Linked DNA regions of Mus musculus: region 1 is linked to region 2. Evidence: chromatin contacts called from public HiChIP or PLAC-seq data. All regions are on one chromosome and are shown on one strand. The core of a region is the stretch at or near the end of the contact, and the rest is flanking DNA. Distances in the headings are between cores, read along the strand shown.

Evidence for each region. HiChIP or PLAC-seq counts read pairs in DNA pulled down with a chosen protein or histone mark.
Region 1: a contact with region 2 is called in an H3K4me3 HiChIP or PLAC-seq map of stem cell-derived neural progenitor cells, with 6 times the contacts expected there. The contact joins the promoter of Nckap5 here to the promoter of Gpr39 in region 2. A contact is called at or near these places in 9 of 39 promoter capture datasets (the 3T3-L1 cell line, 3T3-L1-derived adipocytes, embryonic stem cells and 4 more), 1 of 115 datasets of contacts at active chromatin or transcription factors (stem cell-derived neural progenitor cells) and 1 of 9 other capture datasets (adipose tissue).

The regions. Positions count from the first base shown.
Region 1 is chr1:126,828,532-126,834,809 of GRCm38.p6, forward strand. It overlaps Nckap5 (NCK-associated protein 5), which reads right to left and starts at 2,101. Exons shown (of 17, transcript NM_001081756.1): 1 at 1,786-2,101.
Region 2 is chr1:125,671,847-125,678,417 of GRCm38.p6, forward strand. Gpr39 (G protein-coupled receptor 39) reads left to right here and starts at 5,150. Exons shown (of 2, transcript NM_027677.2): 1 at 5,150-6,346. The coding sequence starts at 5,491.

The DNA.
Region 1 (6,278 bases), core at 851-3,350, 1.2 Mb after region 2:
TACTCAATAAATAATACAAGTATTATTTTTTTAAAAAAAAGATGTACCTGCATATGGAATATATGTCTAAAGTCAGAGTCTCCCAGGAATATATGGCTTTCTCCCCACCTTCCAGGAACCAGCATGGTACCCCTCATTCTGCTCTGGTGAGTAACTCAGAGTCTGGAGAAGCCATTCACTCTCAGGGACCTGCCAACTGAGCCGTAGATTACCTTACCATTCTATTGCCCAAGGTCTTTCTTCCCATGATTCAACACAAAGTTGCATTTGGGTCCATATGGACTTCTGTGTGTGTTTGTTGGGGGTGGAGGGTGGAATCATTGTATGGGACAGGCACAGGTCACACGAAGCCGTGTTTTCCCTCCAAGTTCTGGCACTGCCACAGGCAGGGAAAGTATCTGTGTTCACGAATGTCTCCATTCACCTCTATCATAAACAGAGCTCTATGTGTACATATAGCAAAGTCACTGCCTGCCCACAGGAAACCCAGAGTCCTTTGTTCATGAGAGGATGGACTCTCTCCACTGGGTCCATTCAATGGGTAGAGAGCTGAGTCAGGTTTTTCCCTGAAACTTCTTCTATTCAGTATTTCCTTCATTGACTTTCGCCACTCTTAATGGGTAAAACTTTGCTGTTGCAAGATCCCTTAAAATACCCCTCCTGGGGCCAACCGCTGTTTATCTTGGCAGCAGGTAGCTCCAAAAAATTTGGAAAGTCTCTACTTGGCATGGGCTCTGAGCTACTGGCACGTTAGAGATTAATAAAGCACATTTAGCAGCGCTCAGGTCTCTGCAACACAATCCCTCACCGTGAAACGTGCGAGATTCTTTGTTCACGGCGAACAAAGTCAAAGCCAGAATGAGCCAACCATGACAACCAGAGATAGGAAACAGTCAAGATCCTTGAACATCTTTCATCTGGCAACTGGTGGGTAGGAATTGATGCCCAGTGCTCAATTATACATCTGCTTGGTGTTCTCAGCTGTATGAACTGGGCAGGAGCTTGGGACCCCTGAGCTGGGAGCTGACTGAACAGCAGCGCCAAGATATCAGGGCTGTACCTGTTTCCTTGAAGCCCAAGAAAAGCTTGAACTGAAAGCCCGTGAAGGAACAACTCCAGAAGCAGAAAAAAGAATCAAGATTTACCAAGACATTTCCAAACATTTTGGCTTTTCTTTAGGAAAGCAAAATGCTTAGGTTTGTTTGGATATTAGCGAGGGAGGGAGGGAGGGAGGGAGGGAGGGAGGGAGGGAGGGAGGGAGGGAGGGAGGGAGGGGGAGAGAGAGAGAGAGAGAGAGAGAGAGAGAGAGAGAGAGAGAGAGAGAGAGAGAGAGAGAGAGAGAGAGAGAGAACCAAGTAAACTTTGCTCGATTGTACAGGTGTGGCGCTGGTACCACAGGAAGGAGACAACAGCGACAAGAAATGGGAACTAAAACTCAAACAGGCATTAGACAGCAATTACAGGTTCCGAGGAGGAAGCAATTCACTGTGAAACCCCACACACCTGGATTCTCGCAAAGCAAGCACCGGAAGAAAATAGCAGGGAGCCACACGCGCAAAGGCACCATGGTGAGTGCCAACGCAGCCTGCACGTGCTGAGCGATGCCTGGATGTATTTACACTGAGTGGCTCCTCCTCGGAGTCCTCCAGAAAAATCACGCAGACCTGCAAATCAGAAGTCCAGACCACTGCACTGCTCCTGCTGAGCACAGTAACCTTAATTCTCCACATCAAAGTCCACACGCAGTGGGACAAAAAGCGAAGCAAAGAAAAGTTCTATCCTTACCTAAAAGGCATAGCAGACAGGCCAGCTGGTTGCTCCGCCACCGTTAGCCTGCTCCGGGGTTCTGTCTCATTCCATCCAAAGTCCTAGTGCTACCCAGGAGGGCTCCTGGGGGGTTCTCGGATCTTCCTGTAGGAGTTTTTGATCACTGGCTTGCTTAACAAACACGCCTGTGTTCTGCGGGCGTTTGAATGCAGTACCACACCGGGCACCGAGCCAACACTCAGCTTCCACAGGCAACAAGAGAGAGGAAAAACTCACACCCTCCCAAGCAGGCTTCCCTCCTTGGTGTCTTTTAAGGTGGGGATCCAGGTGTCATCTCTGGTTGGAGGGTAGCGTGAGAGGTAGCTAGCTCCCTTTTCTGACTTCTCCGCTGCCTCGTGGGAGCCCCAAAGTTTGTTTTTCTATCTCACTGCCCCGAAGTTCTCCTCGTGATCGGGATCGCCCGGCTTGCCTTTCCACCAGCTGCACTTTAAATGTATTTTAATTGGCTGGAATGTCGAAAGAATCTATTTGGCAGTCGTTTACATGGGACGCACGCCCAGGGCAGCTGAAAAGAGGCCCCAGAAGCGGACGATTACTTCATCAAAAGCGGCAGTTTGAATAGCACTGACTCCTACTGAACTACAAGGAACGGAGTTCTATAGCCAAGATGGAATAATTAATAATTTGTGGAGAAAATTCTTCATTCATCTAAAAAAAGCCAAAACGAAGGGGGCGGGAATCCCTGCAGGTAGGGGAGTACTTTCTGAAAGGGGTGACTTATTACGGCCCCTGTTCTGCTCTCTACAAACATTGATTTTGTACAGCCTTACAGGAGGGACATATGCATAATTTGGTTTTCCTGAAAAGCTAAATCAAGTAATTTTCACTTTCAAAGAGCCCCTGAGATGCATAGCACTTTTCCACCCTCATTCATTAGCCAGAACCCACACTAGATATTTTCCCGAGTGAAAGACAGTTATTCAAGTTCTTTCTTTCTTGGTGACCTCTCAGCTAGATCCAGCTTCAAATAAATTCTCCGTGAATCCAAATAGATAATCATCAGCGCACAGTGTTTATAAGCCTGATTAGAATTTAAAATATTACAAGTGAAGAAGAGTCTAGGAGATCGCTTGGATGGGTCAGACCATTTGCTAGGCAAGCAATAGGACCTGGGTTCAAATCCTTAGAAGACACATAAAAAGCCGTGTGTGGTTCTGTACACCTCTAATCTCAGTAGGAGGGTAGCTGGGGCTTGCTGGCTGCCCCATGTCACGAGATGAAAGCAGAAAGAGGTACAGGAGAGCTCCCAGCTTCCTTCTCTGGCCTCTGCATATATATATGCATATATATATGGGCATGCATATACTCACACAAGTGCGAGTGTGAACTCTCTCTCACATATACATACAAAAAATGTTACTCAAAAAAATGATAGCTTAGGCAGATTATGACATTAAACAGTAGATAACAAACACTTATGCATAAATGTCTCAAAAAATAGAATAACAAAGCAAACCATAAGTCAGATAAAACAAGAGATAAATGGAAGAGCCTTCACATTTTTTCTAGACTGCTGATTTTCCAGGAGGCTGATTTATTGGTATATCTCAAGTGGGCTTACAGATTAAAAAATCCCAGGCTTTCTGGGTTGCCCTAATGACCTCCCTCCTTCAGAGCACCTGCCTTTAGTGGGGTACCTAGAACGAGGCAAGCACCCCAAGTATTCTTCTCCAATGGAAAATGTGAGCCAGGAAACACTGACACATACATTCATTACTCTGCCTTTCCTTCATGTTAATAAAACTGTCTGTGGTTCTCAACAAGACGGAACATGAGGAAGGGTGATGTATGTGTGCATCGTTCAGGACGATTTGTTGAACTGCTCAGAGGCAAAACCCAGCACACGGGGAAGTTAAAGAGAAGGCTGAAAGAGAGGACTGGGCCAGCCTCATGGATATGCAATCTTCATAGCCCTGTAGAGCCCTGTTCCCTGCAAGGGCTTGTGTGTGTGTTAATGTGCTCTCTTTTAACATCATTCTTATATCACATTTATTTGTTCATATTGTGTGTACACGTAGAGGTCGGAAGACAACTTGAGGATGCCAGTTCCCTCCTCCCACTGTGTGGGTCCCAGGATCAGATTCATCAGGCTCGGCAAGGGCTTTTACCTGATGACCCGTCTCCCAGGCTCTTCTCCTGTCATTCTTGTCTCCTTAACTGAACAAGGGGCCCTGTGATTTCACTTTGCTTTGGGACTGGAAGACAGGCAGCAACACCTGAGAGAAACAGTAGCCATCTATGAGGTTAAACACAGGATTGCTATTTTAAAACATAGGGAAGAGCCAACAACATCGTGCATGACAAGTGCTTACCATACCTTTGCCTTACTCAATGCATTGCTGCTAGGTGGGCAGAGGTCTAAGATGGAGAATGCCACCCCATCCCCGCAGTCATTGGTAAGATGGTGATCTATGTGTTGTATGCAGTTTACCCTGGTGGGATGCATCACTGCACTGCATCTGGTAGGTTCGGAGAGTCTTTGTCCCCATACAGTCAGCTCCCACTTAGTTATTCTATGGGCAGAAAGATCCACTGCATAACTAGCCACCTTCTTTTTCCAAATTAACTTAAAGTTAACTGTGGTTAACTTTGCCAAACCCAAACACACCACTGGCCCACCACTGTGAATTCCAATAACTCTCAAGCTCTTCAGAGAGCAGGAACCCCTGGAGTGCTCTCCAAGACCTGAAGCCTGGGTGGTAGCCTTCCTTGGCTTATCAGAAGGCATACAGAAAGCCTTATCTCTGTAAGAGAGGGCTTGCTCTCTGATGTCAAGCACTTCCCGTCTCTGCTATCTTGAGTCTCTTACCTGGACTTGTAAATGTTTGGTCTCAGTGTTTAATAAGCAAATAGATCAGCATTCCAGAAAGAGAATTTTAGAGATTAACTGATTCTATTATTTTTTAAAGGACATTTGAAGCAAGAAAATAATCATACACAGGCACATACACGCATGTGTACACACACACAAGGGACATGCACATATACATTCACTCACAGAATTGAGTTTGTATGCGTATGCTTTCTTTTGCTATGCATGTTCCTACTTTGTGTCTCTTTGTGTACACGTTCAGTTGTACATGCATGTTGTGTGCATGTAGAGGCCAAAGGTCAACATGAGTCATTTCCTCAGTTGCTCTCAGCCTTAATTTTTGAAACAGGATCTCGGCGGCGTCACTGAACGTAGGACTCACAGACTCTGTTAGACTGGTTGACCAGTGTGGTGGTTTAAATATGAAATGGTGTGCTTTGGTTTGGAGATCTGAACACTTGGTCCTCAGTTGCTGATACTGTTTCAGGAAATTTGGGAGATACAGCCTGGCAGGAGGAAGTATGTCACTGGGGTTAGAGGAAGTGGAAGAAGGAGTATGGAAATGATGTAAATACACTACTTATGTAAGAAATTCTCAAAAACCTAACAAATTAACCAGAACACAGATGATTGTTCTAGATGCTACTTGGGTTACCTCTTTGCAACCATCACACAATGCTGTGGAGAAACAGTATTTATCCTTCTTTTGCAGATTTATAAGATAAAGATCTGCCCGAACTATTCACATTGTCACTCCCAGGACTTGGCAGGGCAGAGATTTAAACTCTACTCCCGATATTTTCTTTCCTACAACTACCCACCTGTCAAAAACAAGTCAAGGAACAGAAAACAATTGGCTCCTTAGGAGAGCCTCTTTAGCCCCAAAATTTAGTGCTGATGTAGGTCAGTGACTCTGGGCAAAGACAAGAGATTGGTCTGGGAGACTCTGGAAGTGAGAGGAAAGATGAAGGGGAAGATAGGAGAGATGTGGGTTGGGGGAAGGAAGGAAAGAGAGGGAGGAAAGGGAGAGGGAAGGAGATAAGGGAGGGAAAGGGAAAGGAGAGGGGGAGGGAAGGAAGAGGTAGGGAGAGAAGAAGGAAGGGGAGAGTGACAAGAAGAGTGACTTTGGATGTTCCTTGCATTCAGAAATGGTGTTTTAAAGCCCCCATATCTAAAAGAAGTGTTTCAGAAGACTAGGGGGAAAGTAGCAGCCCACCAATGTGTTGGAAAGCCAAAGAAAATTCACCACATTTACATATGTGCTACAGCTGCTGTCTTCAAATACAGTCTTATCATTTCCATGGTATCTTGACCTTTGGAGACTTCATCAAAATCCCAGTGACAAAATGATTAGTGCACAGCTTTGGAATTTGTTCTTGCTAAGCACACTTCCTGATCATTGTCACAGGCAATCATGATGAGACCTTACATGCTCCAAAACTATATCTTTGCATTGCTTAGACACAAGTCAACAGAGTTTTCAGGAGACAAGCCACACAAGGTGTCTTTTCTGGGATGGGCTTTGGTCCAAGACCTGAGATGGATTCGCTCTTTGAAAGCACGGTGATTACCAAGATTTTAAAGATGGAAGAATGGGGACACAGAGCTTGGACTTGCCTTCTAGCTTCCAAACACTGCT
Region 2 (6,571 bases), core at 3,900-6,399:
GCATCTGCTACCGCATCCTCAGAGGACCCAGCACACCGACGGAAGACAATCCTCAGCTGATTTGTATGTTTACCTAGCAAGATCTGGAAGATCCATGGTAAGATTTCAGTATAATTTCCGTTATGGCTGAAAATTCTGTATCCGTTCAATACTTGAGGGGTGGAATACACAGAGTTGCTTCCCAAGTGAGCTGGAGAGATTGTGTAAGGCTGGAAAGAGAGTTTCTCTTTTACCTGGAATGTTTTAACATAAGGTCACCAAGGCCCAAGAGCTCTGTGCTTCTTTACAAGGCACGGGAGTGTCCAAACTCTTGACATTACAATGTGACATTATCATTTATGAATGTGTTGGGCCAAGTTCACAGCTCTTCTGGGATGCCTGTGACCCATGGGTTGCAGGTTGGACACACGTCGGGGTATGGGAGAAGCCGAAGTACCTTCTATTTATGTGTTTGAGGTGTGTGTGTGTGTGTGTGTGTGTGTGTGTGTGTGTGTGTGTGTGTGTGTAGGTGCCCATGGAGGCCAAATAAGGCAGCAGATCCCTGGAGGGAGTGACAGGTGGTTGTTGGGAGCCCACTGTTGGTGCTGGGAACAAAACCACAGTCCACAGGAAAAGCAGTACCTGTTCCTAATACCTATGTCATCTCTCCAGCCCTCCACTTTATTATTTTTTGAGACATTTTTTTTCACTGAACCTGGAGCTTTCCATGTAGGCTCAGCTAGCTTAGCTGCCACTGAACCTCAGGGGTCCTTCTGTCTCTGCCTCTATGGTGCTGCGATCACAGGCATATTCATCACCACACCTGTAGTGGACTCTGGAGATTCAAGTTCAAATCCTCAAACTTGTGAGGCAAGCACTCTATCAACTAAGCCATCTTCTCAGACCCAAAGGTCTTCATTTCTCTCATTTTGACCCCACTTTGCCATTATGCTAGGAAAATGTGTAGATTGTACAAATCCTGACCAAAAGCCACGTCCTCAGCAAGTGAGAGACCATTGAACAGTTGTTTTTTAATTTGTTTTTAAATTGCCCTTAGGAAAAGCAAAGGTGAAATGTACATCTATTTCTCCTAGACATTTGCTCAAAATACATATTTTTCTATCTTTACTGTGAGGGAAGAATTTCCATTAGTTTGATTTTTACTTTGGCTATGCATTTATAATTTGTCTCCTCATCTTAGCAAAGAACATTTTAATGAAAACAATTGGGTAGTAACTGAATCTGGTCTGAGCAGAACAAACCAGGTTACCACAGTGAGCCGAGGATAGCTGGGATGGCTGGAACAGCTGGGGACAGGAGAAGCTCTGGGTGGTGGGACACAGGTGACCCTTTCCCAGAATGCCTCTGCTCCAGCAGCTTCAGGGAGACATTGCCATAGGGAGGAAAGTGTTTAGGTGCCAGGTATACTTGACCTTGAATTTTCCTTTAGAGTTGTCTGGTAGTCACTTTATCCTCCTCTCAAGTTTCTCATCTGTAAAATGAGGGCAATGATACCTACTTTACACTGTTGTGAAGATAATAAACAAAACAAAACAAAACAAAACAAAACAAAACAAAACAAAACAAAGAAAAACAATGAACCATGAGGCTGGGCAGATGGCTCAGCAGAGATACGTGATTGCTCTTCTTACACAGGCCTGGAATGTGGTTCTTAGTATGTACATCTAGTGGCTCATAATCACCTGAAACTCCAAATCCACAGCATCCAATGGCTTCTTCTGGTCTCCCAGGGCACCTGTACGCATGTAAACACACACACGCACACACACACACACACACACACACACACACACGTTTGATTCTTTAAAAACAACTGTATGTCTACATAATGAGACCTTGTCTCAAAATAATAAAAAACCAACAAACCAAATAAATTAACAAGGTGGACAGAACCTGAAGAACAATTTCTGATTTGACTTCTGCCCTCTACATATACATGTGTGCACATGCACCTGCACACACACACACACACACACACACACACATGCACAGGCACATACACAATTCTATTAATGTTCATGGCATATATATGTGTATGTGTATATATATATGGACATCCACCATCCATATATATATGGATGTGTGTGTGTTTGATATGTATGTATGTACATTTGGCTTTTTCATACATCTTTAGTGCTATTTATGCCTTCTCTCTTCCTCTTCTCTTTATTACCCTCCCTCTCTCTTCCCCAGTTACTCCTCTCGTCTCTGGTTTTTGTTTTCTCCCTTCATAGCTCCTGTGTTATCTTATTCACTTTAGATAGCCTCTGGTCCAGTATTTTATCCTCTCTGGAGCTCCTTTCCCTGTTCCTCTATGGCCCATTTCTGCTTCCCTCGCTTCTGTAGTTAAGGGGCTATATATTCAAATACAGAGACTTGGAGCTAGGATCCACAAGTAAGAGAACAAGGGATGCTTATCTTTCTGGGTTACCTCACTCAGTAAATATATTCTAGTTCCTGAATCTTTAGTTTCTGTTTTCTTTACCGCCAAGTAGTAGCCCATTGTACATGTGTGCCACATTTTCATGTCCATGCATTGGTTGAAGGACACATAGGTTGTTTCTCCATTTCCTAACTCTTGTCACTAGAGTTGCATTGATCATGGCTGAGGGAGCAAGTGTCCGTGAAGTAGGGTTGAGGCCCTTTGCATATATGCCAAGGAGTGCCACAGCTGGGCCTTATGCCAGGTTACTTTCAGCTCTTTGAGAGTTCTCCTCACTGATTCCCACGGTGGCTGCACCAGGTCTCAGGTCTATCAGCAGTGGAGGGGGTTCCCCTTCCCAGCATTCTCTTTAGCATTTGTGTTGTTTGTTTTCTTGATCTTAGATATTATGACTGGGGTAAGATCAAATTTCAAAATAGTTTCCAAATTACATTTTCCTTATTGCTAAGGAGTTAAACACTTAAAGATATATTTTTTAGCCATCTTCTTCTTTTTTTTTTTTTTGAGAACTCTGTCCACCTACGTACACCACTTTTTAATTCAGTAATTTATTTTCTTGATTCTTTGTTGTTTTTTTTTTCTCTGAGTTCTTTATCTATTTTGGATAATAATCTTCTACTGGGTGTATAGATGGCAAGGATTCCCCCCCTCCACTCTGGGGGCTTCCTCCTCACTTGATTGATGGTTTTCTTTGTGTACAGGAGCTTTTAAATTTTATGAGGTCCCATTTGTGAATTGTTGGCCTTAATTCCTGGACAAATGGAATTGTATTTCCTGCACCCATGTCTGTTTTCCCCTAGCAATTCAGCGTTGAGGTCTCTGATCTGCTTGGAATTGATTTGGGGGCAGGGTGATAACTATGGCTCTTTTTCACTATTCTACAGTACGGTCATCCATCCCAGTGTGGGCAGTGCCATCCCTAGACAGGTAGCCCTGGGGTGGATGAGAAAGAAGCTAGCAGGCCTGGAGCGTGGGTAAGCTAGCAAATCCTGAGTCTCCATGTGTTCTGTTTCAGTTCCTACCCTGACTTCCCTCCAAGACTGACCTAGGGAGTAAAAACCAAGTAAAAGCCCTTCACCTCAAGTTGCTTTGGCTAGGAGTTTGTTAACATAGCAACCCAAAGCAAGCTAAAACACACAGTGAAAAGGTGACTACAAACAATTCCCTTGTTTCCTTGTGCCCCAGAGCTACTGTTAAGTGTGTTACACCTGTGGTCTCTTGCTATACTTATTGAGCCTCAAAGTACTATTAACTTAAGTCCCAAGTTAGGGGACTTGAGTTAATAATATCTAGATACATTTACCCTGTACAACTGCAAACCAGCACCCTTCAGTGCACCTCCTTTCCTTCGCTGTCTCTGGGAATTGCCCTTCTCAGCTTCCTGTCTTTATGTATTTGAATTTTTCTTAAGATTTCACACAGAGTGGGGGATGTGGCTCAGTTGGTAGAGGGTTTGTCCAGCATTTGTGAAGCCCTAGGTCTCAATGTCTCACAAAGAGTGGTGTTAAATGCCTGAAATTCCAGCACTTGGAAGGGGGAGGCAGAAGGATCAGGAGTTCAAGATTTTACTGGCCTATATGGTGTTGGAAGCCAGCCTGTGTTACCTGAAACCATCTTTCAAAAAACAAGCAATAGACAACCAACCCAAAGAAGTAATTTTATGACCCAAGGGGACTCAGTTATCTTCTGTCTTTGAAGTGTTAACCCAGGTATGGTGATCCAGACAAGGAAAAGCTGTTGTCAGGATGGGTAGGGACTATACACAGTCTAATTCTTCAGGACAGTAGTGCTTGGCTTACAGTGACTTCCCCAAGTCCCCACTTAGCAATGTCTGCACACACGTTGACTGTTGGGTGCATATGTCCACTCACTTTCTTTCGATTTTCGATTCTAGAGTTACATGGAATTTCTACACTGAAAAGCTCAACCTGAGCATTAGAATCCCTCCACCCGTTTAAGAGGAGGGGTGTGTGTGTGTGAGGGGGGTGAGAGGGGTGAGGGGGGACGGGACCTCTTTGAGAGCCCATGAGCTCCTGCTGTGGTCCTCTAGCTTGTGGAAACAGCTTCCCTTGAAGGACTTGCTTCCCTAACCAGGTATCTAGAACACAGGCACCCCTTTCGCATCCACCTACATTCCCAGCCCCTGGGGAGAGAATGGCTTCGTGACACAACCACCAACTGCGGTATGGAGAGGCAGCGTGCACTATGCACATGAGGAGGCTTGGAGCCAAGCCAGACTTCAAAAATGGTCTTATTAGCCAGGTTGGGGATGACTTCCAGGTAGTAATTCATTGCAAATACCTGGGTATCTTATAACCTAGGCACTACTGGGAGCGCACTTGCAGAGTTTTCAGGGCAAGCCACAGCCCAACCAGTCTTGCAAGGCAGGGCATCTCAGATACAGGAGTTTATAGATGATTGCCTCTCTCCATGGCCGGGAGAGACCTCCGCCTTCCCAGGTGCCACACCTACTCGGTTTGCCGGTCCCAAGAAACCTCAAAGACTGGCCAGGAGAAGGCTGCAAGAGCGAGGGGGTGGGGAGGTGCTGTTCCTTTTCCTGCCACAATCTGTGTTGAGTCAGACCCTGAGGCTGGCTGGGCTGGTTCTGCTGCAGGCTGCTAAGCAGAATGGGCTGTGGTTAATGATTGACCCGTGTGAGACCTCTTCCCTTCCCTTCTGAAAGGCAGTCGGGGAGGCCAGTGCCAGGGACCTGGAAGGGAGAGGAGGATCCGCCGCCAGACAGAGTTCTGCGGCTCTTACTCAGAGTTGAGTAGGGAGGTCAGAGCCTCCTCCGGACTGGTCCCTCCTCACCCGGAGTGACTATCTCCAAACCCCACCGCCACCCACTGCGTCGCCAGGGATTCTAGGGTGAATTATTCCAGGAAGTTACAATGAGAGAGCCGAAAAACTAAGTCACTCCTGGCCAGCCAACCACAGTGACAGAAAAGTGTTGCGCCCACGCTGGTGAGTTGCGGGGCTTCTTTGGGAGGCCGAAGAAAGGGCAGTGGAGACATTTGGGGACCTGGTGGTCTGGGTCTCTCTTCCTCATGGCTTCATCCAGTGGCTCCAACCACATCTGCTCCCGTGTCATCGATCACAGCCATGTTCCTGAATTTGAGGTGGCCACTTGGATCAAAATCACCCTCATCTTGGTGTACCTGATCATCTTTGTGGTAGGCATCTTGGGCAACAGCGTCACCATCAGGGTTACGCAGGTATTGCAGAAGAAGGGCTATTTGCAGAAGGAGGTGACAGATCACATGGTCAGTTTGGCTTGTTCAGATATCTTGGTCTTTTTGATTGGCATGCCCATGGAGTTCTACAGCATCATTTGGAACCCCCTGACCACACCCAGCTATGCTCTGTCCTGTAAGCTCCACACGTTCCTCTTTGAGACGTGCAGCTACGCCACACTGCTGCACGTGCTGACCCTCAGCTTTGAGCGCTACATTGCCATTTGTCATCCCTTCAAGTATAAAGCAGTGTCTGGACCTCGCCAGGTGAAACTGCTGATTGGCTTTGTATGGGTCACCTCCGCCCTGGTGGCACTGCCTTTGCTCTTTGCCATGGGTATCGAGTACCCTCTGGTAAACGTACCCACTCACAAGGGACTCAACTGCAACCTCTCTCGCACCCGCCACCACGATGAACCTGGAAACTCCAATATGTCCATCTGCACGAACCTCTCCAACCGTTGGGAGGTCTTCCAGTCCAGCATCTTTGGGGCCTTTGCTGTTTACCTGGTGGTCCTGGCGTCTGTGGCTTTCATGTGTTGGAATATGATGAAAGTGCTAATGAAGAGCAAGCAGGGCACTCTTGCAGGGACCGGGCCACAGCTCCAGCTGAGGAAGTCAGAGAGTGAGGAGAGCCGGACAGCAAGAAGACAGACCATCATATTCCTGAGTGAGTCTAGGTCGCGGTGGGGAGAGGGGGCTGGGGGGAGGAGGGGGGACGTGGGCCTTCTGGCCCGAGAAGTGAAACCCGGAGTTCACTGAGGCTAAAAAGCAGCAGCTAAATAAAGGTCTTGGTGCTTATTGGGGGGCGGGGAGGGGGGGGCGGGGGAGATGTCTCTTCTTTGTGTTTAGGAAAAATGTGGCCTGTGACATTGAAAGGTCTGGTACATTATTC